Regions from separate parts of the Anas platyrhynchos genome. Here region 1 is linked to region 2. Evidence: chromatin contacts called from public Hi-C data. All regions are on one chromosome and are shown on one strand. The core of a region is the stretch at or near the end of the contact, and the rest is flanking DNA. Distances in the headings are between cores, read along the strand shown.

Region 1 (2,735 bases), core at 181-2,680, 140 kb before region 2:
GGACAAGTCCTGGGGAAGGCAGGCCTGACTCTCGCTGCTTTGAGAGCAGCTTATTTCAAATCCCTTGGCGATCCATTAGCTAATTAAAAACACGAGAGGCTGCTGAAAGCCAGTGCACGAGGACACGCCGGCTGTATCATGCAGGGGGGGCCGTGTCCCCACTGCCTCCCCTGGCTGTCCCCAGCCCCAGAGCCCCCAGCCCCTGGGCAGGACACGTGCAGGAGGGCTGCCATCCCTCCGTGGGTGGCACGGACAGAGAGGCAGCTTTATACACCACCTGCCTCCCCAGCTATCGGCTAGAAACTCAGCAATGACTTGGCCATGGGCTGAAAGGCAGCGAGGGACCCTGCCCACTGGGTGCTGGTGGCACCCTGTAGGGTCCAAGCAGCCCGGCGTAGGGTGGCTCTGTATTCAGGGCTTGCCACTCAGGGTGATTTTCCGTCCCTGTTGTGCTGCATTTTTATCACCTAACCTTGCCTGCAGCAAGGCAAAGCAGAAACAGCTTTGGCTTCCCCTCCACAGAAATCCCTGCAGCGTTACCCCAAGGATCCTGGGGGAGGTGCGTCAGGAAGGGGGCCTTGGGGCCATTCCCCCTGCTCCCACAGGGCCCCGATGACACCACGGTGGTGGCAGTGGCACCAACACCTGGTGTAAATGCTCAGGAGATCAGCGGGTGCCACGTTTCCCCCTCCTGCCCCCAGTTTTTCCATTTTCTTTGGGCTTTTCCCACCATGTTCCTGGCAGAGGGACACCCCAAGATTCAGCGAGCAATTTCCCAGCAGAGCTGTGTCCCCACATGGTGGCAGCCTTGCCTGTGCTCCGGAGGACCAAAGGACTCCCTTGGGCCCCCAGATTTCGGGCTGTGCCCCAGGGAGACCACAGACACGGGCACAGGGCTAGCGGGCAGATAGGTACGATGACAGTGGTGTGGAAAGCCATAAACATGGCATTTGGCAGCAGCACGAGGCTCTGAGCACCTCCAGGTAACCCAGTAGGCCCTCAAAGGCCTGTGACAGTGACACACCGAGCACCCCCATGCCTTTTATTGCTGCACATGGATTTGGGAGATGCAGCTGGGGAGGTGACGTGGGCTCTGCCCCCACAAGGTCTTTGGTTGACCAAGGGCATCCGTGTAGTAAAGTCAGAGTTACCTGTGCTCGGCTGTACGCAGTGCACACAAAACCTTGCACCTCTGACATAGCTGCACACACGCAATTTTGTTGGCTTGATGCCTTAAAGGTTCAGAAGCTCGGAGACGCTGTACCAAAGGACTTCTGCATATTCAGCAATCCCCTCTCGGAAAGAATAAAGCAGCCGGAGCAAGAAATGGCTGTGTTTGAGATCCCTAAATCAGGCAGCTCTGGGTGCCTGCGTGCTCAGGAGCCCCGAGGTTGGCCAAGAGATGGCAGCAGCCCCATGTCTTTGGGATGCATTCGCTCTTCTCTGCTTTAAAGGAAAGACCAAACCGAAAGGTCACGCTCGGTATTTTTCTGGGCATCTCCTGTGTATTCCTCCAGAGACGTTTCTCTTCCTCCCCCCCTCCCAGCAGCAATTATTTCAGTTTTATTTTTCCTTTTCTCGTTGACAGTGCTCTCGGAAGGAAGCTGTGCAGCCCCATTGCCCATGCTCTCTCCTTTCCCCCCCCCCACCCCGATGCCAGCCCCTCACCCCAGGACTCCACGCGCTGCTGCAGGGAAACAACCCCTGGAAAAGTCGCTGGGAACCCAAATCCTGCTCCCACCTCTGACATCCATTGAGCAGGGGTTGGAGCAGGCTACCCCAGAGCTCTCTTCCCAGCTCAGCCATCCTGTGATTCTGCAATAAAAAGGGTGCTTTGCCCTCCCCACACGCAGGCCATTCCCAAGCAGGAGGCTCTGGGCCCTTTTGTTCCTCTGGGGGACACCTGGCTGAGGTCTGGCAGGGGATTTGGCTCTGCTGGTGTAGATCTTGAGATAAACCCACCAGGCATCACCAGCAGTATCCCGAGGTGAGCTGCAAGGACCTCTGAGAGAAGCCTGCTTCATAGTTTTCAGCACTGCCTGAGGAAGGTCTGGGGTTTAATTTCCTGCTTTTTTGTTGTTGTTTGTTTTTACTTAAGGAGAAGCACTCGGGCCGCGTCTCTTTGTCTCTGCTGGTTTTGCTCTGAGGCTCCTCGGGTGTTGCAGAGGATGTGCGTGCTGAACCCTCTCCCACTGCAGACAAAGCACGCCAGCCCCTTCTCCACGATGCTGGCTTCCCGAAGTGTTCAGCAGCAGCCTGACCTTTCTCCCCCGATAATTTACAAACTGCTTCCAAACAGTCCAGAAAATAGTAACGCAGAAAGCTTGGCTTCAATTTGTGTGCCTCCGTGGAGAGGCGGTTCGGTGGAGTCTGCGAAAGGATTTCGTAAAGAAAAGTGATTGTTGAGGATTTTTGCTAGGCAGGAGCTCTTCCAGGAGCACACAGCAGAGGAGACACCTTGGGATAAGCCTCCTAGGTTGGGTTTGCTCATCCTGGCACCAGCAATGCCCTGTCATTTTAACTCATCACAGAAGGGAGCACAGGGTAAGAGAGGTTCGGACTGGCCTATATGGAGAACCCAAATAAGCAATGGTGCCAGTGCAGCTGTCTGGAACATCGATTTCCATCTTCCCAGGAAGGAGCAGCCCTCCTGCACCTCCCTGGGATCAGACAGGTAGCTCTGAAACAAAGTCCTAGCTAAAGCAGCACCCACAGATGGACTCATTTATGGTTCA
Region 2 (2,956 bases), core at 269-2,768:
ATTTTCTTAAGAATTCCTATCCCTTGTAAGTCACTGGAGGATTTTCCGCTGACTTCAAGGAATGAAATCCTAGCACTGAGATATCCAAAAAATGTGTGCAGGGGCCAAGGAAGTTGCTCTATCAGCTTTTGGGACCCCATTTGGCTCTAAGAGCACTCTGCATGGAAACACAGTGGAGATTTAAAGGCCACATCTCCAAGTGGAACTCACCAGTATGGCACTCCCAGTCTGAAAGATCTGTAGCCCCCCAAAACAACGTGCTAGCCCAGTATACATTGAGCCCACTGCAGGCTTAATTAAATCATTTCATGCTCCCACCCCATGCTGCTGGAAGAGCAGTTTGAAATATTCTCAAATTAACAGGCACCAAGTAAAAGCAAGGGTCAGTGTTTAAGAGCCCATGGCTTGTGTGAGGCAGAAGAAATTCTCTGGGTGCTTGCTAGATCACTTTAAAAACCAGCTGGTATGGGGGAAAGGGATGCACTTACCTACAAATATCCAATCTCCTGCAAAGAGAGTGCTATTTTCTGGGCTCTCTTGGAAACAGCCCTCCAGATGGAAGCACCCCGACCATCGCACAGGAGGCATTCTCAAACCACACAAATGTGCAGTGAGGTGGAGGCTCTAAGTGCTGGTTCAGACCTTCTGGAGAAGGTCAACACCCTGTTTAACTTCCATTAATGTCACTCCAGTCACTTTTGATGGTACTGAATAGAAAAAAAAAAAAAAGATAAAAAAAAAAAAGATAAAAATAATCTTAAAAGCTTTGCAAAAATACCATATTTTTAAAGACAGACACATTTGCTTTAAAGTGGTTTTAAAAGGAAAGGAAGAACAAAAGGATAAACCTTTCTTCCCAGATTCCCAAATTCTGGGCTGGGCACTGACCAGGACATGATTCAGGGCTGGTCAGGCTGTGCTGATGTGGCCAGCGGAGATGGTCAGGTAGCAGCAGGGAGCATGGGGCAGGAGGTGTCCCCTGTCAGCCCACACTTTTGGAGCAGCATGGAGTGAGCAGAACAAAAGTCAGGTTTTACCACTGCCATGACAGCTTGAATGGTCGGAGAGAAAGGCCGTGAGGAGCAGTCCGTGTCCAGAAAGAAGAGAAGCAGTGGTCACAAGCTCCGAGTGACCGCAAGTGCTTTACGCCACGCATAAATGTCACACCACATTTTAACTACTGGATCAGCCTCGTTCAGCCAGCTCTGGACTGGTGACAAGTCTGCTGCACTGCTTTTTAGCATGTTTCCCTCACAGGATTATCTAGCAACAAACACTGCGTTCAGAAAAGTGCTGCTGCTGCAGTTCGAGATTTATTTTAACTCTCCAGAAAAACAAAATCTCTGAATCAAAACAAAAAGAGCCACGAAGGAGTGTGGGAAACTTTTTTCCTAGATAAACGTGAAGTGACATCGCCGTGCTCCCTGCACCCCGACGAGGCTGCTCGGATGCCACCCGGAGAGGAAGGAGGATGTGTGGGCTAATGAGTAACGGTAGGATTTCGCTACAGGGCTCTGAGTCAAGGAGCACCTCAGACAAATCGCTAATTGCCTGTGATTTACTCCCAGTTATCTGAGGAGCAGCAGCCCAGTCCTGGGAACACAGTGAATGTTTAATCAAGCAGATCTCAACTGCTGCTTTCAAACCCGGGCTTCTGAAGCATGCGTGATAGTTGCAGCATGTCCTTTAGCCCTCCCAGCAGTGGGGGCAAGCCCCCTTTCCAAATGCAACCTCTTGGCAACCTGCAGGGACCCCGGGCGCAGAGGGGCCAGCCTGTGCCCCCTGTGGCCATGGGGCTGGAAGGGGGTCGGCCGTCAGCTGCGTGGAGCCGAGCCAAGTGAGATTTTTTTCAGGCATCTCAAGCCGGAGGAAGGTTAGCTAGTATTACTAGATAAGGCATTTTCCATCACAATATGACATTTGAAAATGCCCCGTTCCCAAATAAGCATTTCTGAGAAGCCTGAACAAAAACAAAGTGTCAGGATTCATTGGTGAGACTGCTGCATGCCGCTGCAACTAGCCCCCCGCCCCCCTGCCTCTGCGTGCTTCCCCCTTTGCCTTCTTCTTTCAAGGAAGAAAAATAAATGTTGAAATTGGAAGGCTTCCAGCAGAACTGAAATTTCATATTCCAGCAGCCGGGACAGGAGGGTCGTGCAGGCCCATGGGGCTGGGGGCTGCAGCCACTGCTCCAGGGGGTCCTGGAGGTGGTGTCAAGCAAGGTGACAGCTCTACCTGCCCGTGGAGCAGTGGGATCCACAGGGATGGGAGTGCTCGCTTTGTGCAGCTTGCTGTGGAAGCCAGTACTCCTGGATATGGCTTCCCTTATTGGGATTGTCCCTCACCTCCCCAGTTAGCACCCCATCGGCCTGGGGTGGTCTGCACGCACCTCTCGGGTGCAGGGCTGGGACCTCGCGGTCAAGCACCCCCTGTGCCAGGCAGCCAGCCAGCCCTGCACTCCCGCAGGGTAAGCATCTGAGGAGGATGACCCCTCTCTCTGCTCCACGAAGCTCCTGCGTGACATTCGGCCATTGCCCGCCACATCCAGGGGCAGAGTTCAGAGCCCACGCCAGTGACTCAGCACCTCGCTGGGCCACCAGCCCGCAGCAGGGCTCTCCTGACCCGATAACCAGAGTGGGGTGAATCAGCCAGTCCCTCGAGGCTGTTAACCCAGAGGGAAGCTGCTCCTCCAGAGAGCACCCCGCACCTTGTAGATGAGGCGAGGTGAAGTAGGCACCCGGCTTCTGCCGGCGGTTTTGCAGCCGCAGCTCTTTGTGCCACGGGTGGTTTGAAGCACCGTTGGAGCCAGGGCTGCTCTCCCCACCTTCGGCAGCACAAGTGCAACGCCTTCCTGCGTTGCAGCGCTGTCTCTGTGCCAAGTCCTGCTCCGGCTGACGTCTGGCAGAAGTCTTGTCAGATAACCCCAGGGGTCAGCACAGGGGAGAAAAACACCGCCAGG

What was found. Hi-C and Micro-C count contacts between places; a contact is called where the count stands out from the background.
Region 1: a contact with region 2 is called in a Hi-C map of skeletal muscle, with 4 times the contacts expected there. The contact joins two enhancer-like sites. A contact is called at or near these places in 3 of 8 Hi-C or Micro-C datasets (liver, skeletal muscle and subcutaneous adipose tissue).

What each region holds. Positions count from the first base shown.
Region 1 is chr1:125,281,891-125,284,625 of IASCAAS_PekinDuck_T2T, reverse strand. The region is part of intron 2 of LOC113842084 (a long non-coding RNA gene); the gene reads right to left. Among named protein-coding and RNA genes, the nearest start is that of CRYAA, 9.8 kb to the left of the region's middle. Within about 2 kb of position 1,430, at least 2 of the 8 cell types and tissues checked have an H3K27ac peak or open chromatin away from gene starts, as enhancers often do.
Region 2 is chr1:125,143,718-125,146,673 of IASCAAS_PekinDuck_T2T, reverse strand. LOC106019295 (a long non-coding RNA gene) reads right to left here. Exons shown (of 3, transcript XR_001194003.5): 1 at 1,038-2,956; 2 at 489-707. Among named protein-coding and RNA genes, the nearest start is that of SIK1, 14 kb to the left of the region's middle. Within about 2 kb of position 1,518, at least 1 of the 8 cell types and tissues checked has an H3K27ac peak or open chromatin away from gene starts, as enhancers often do.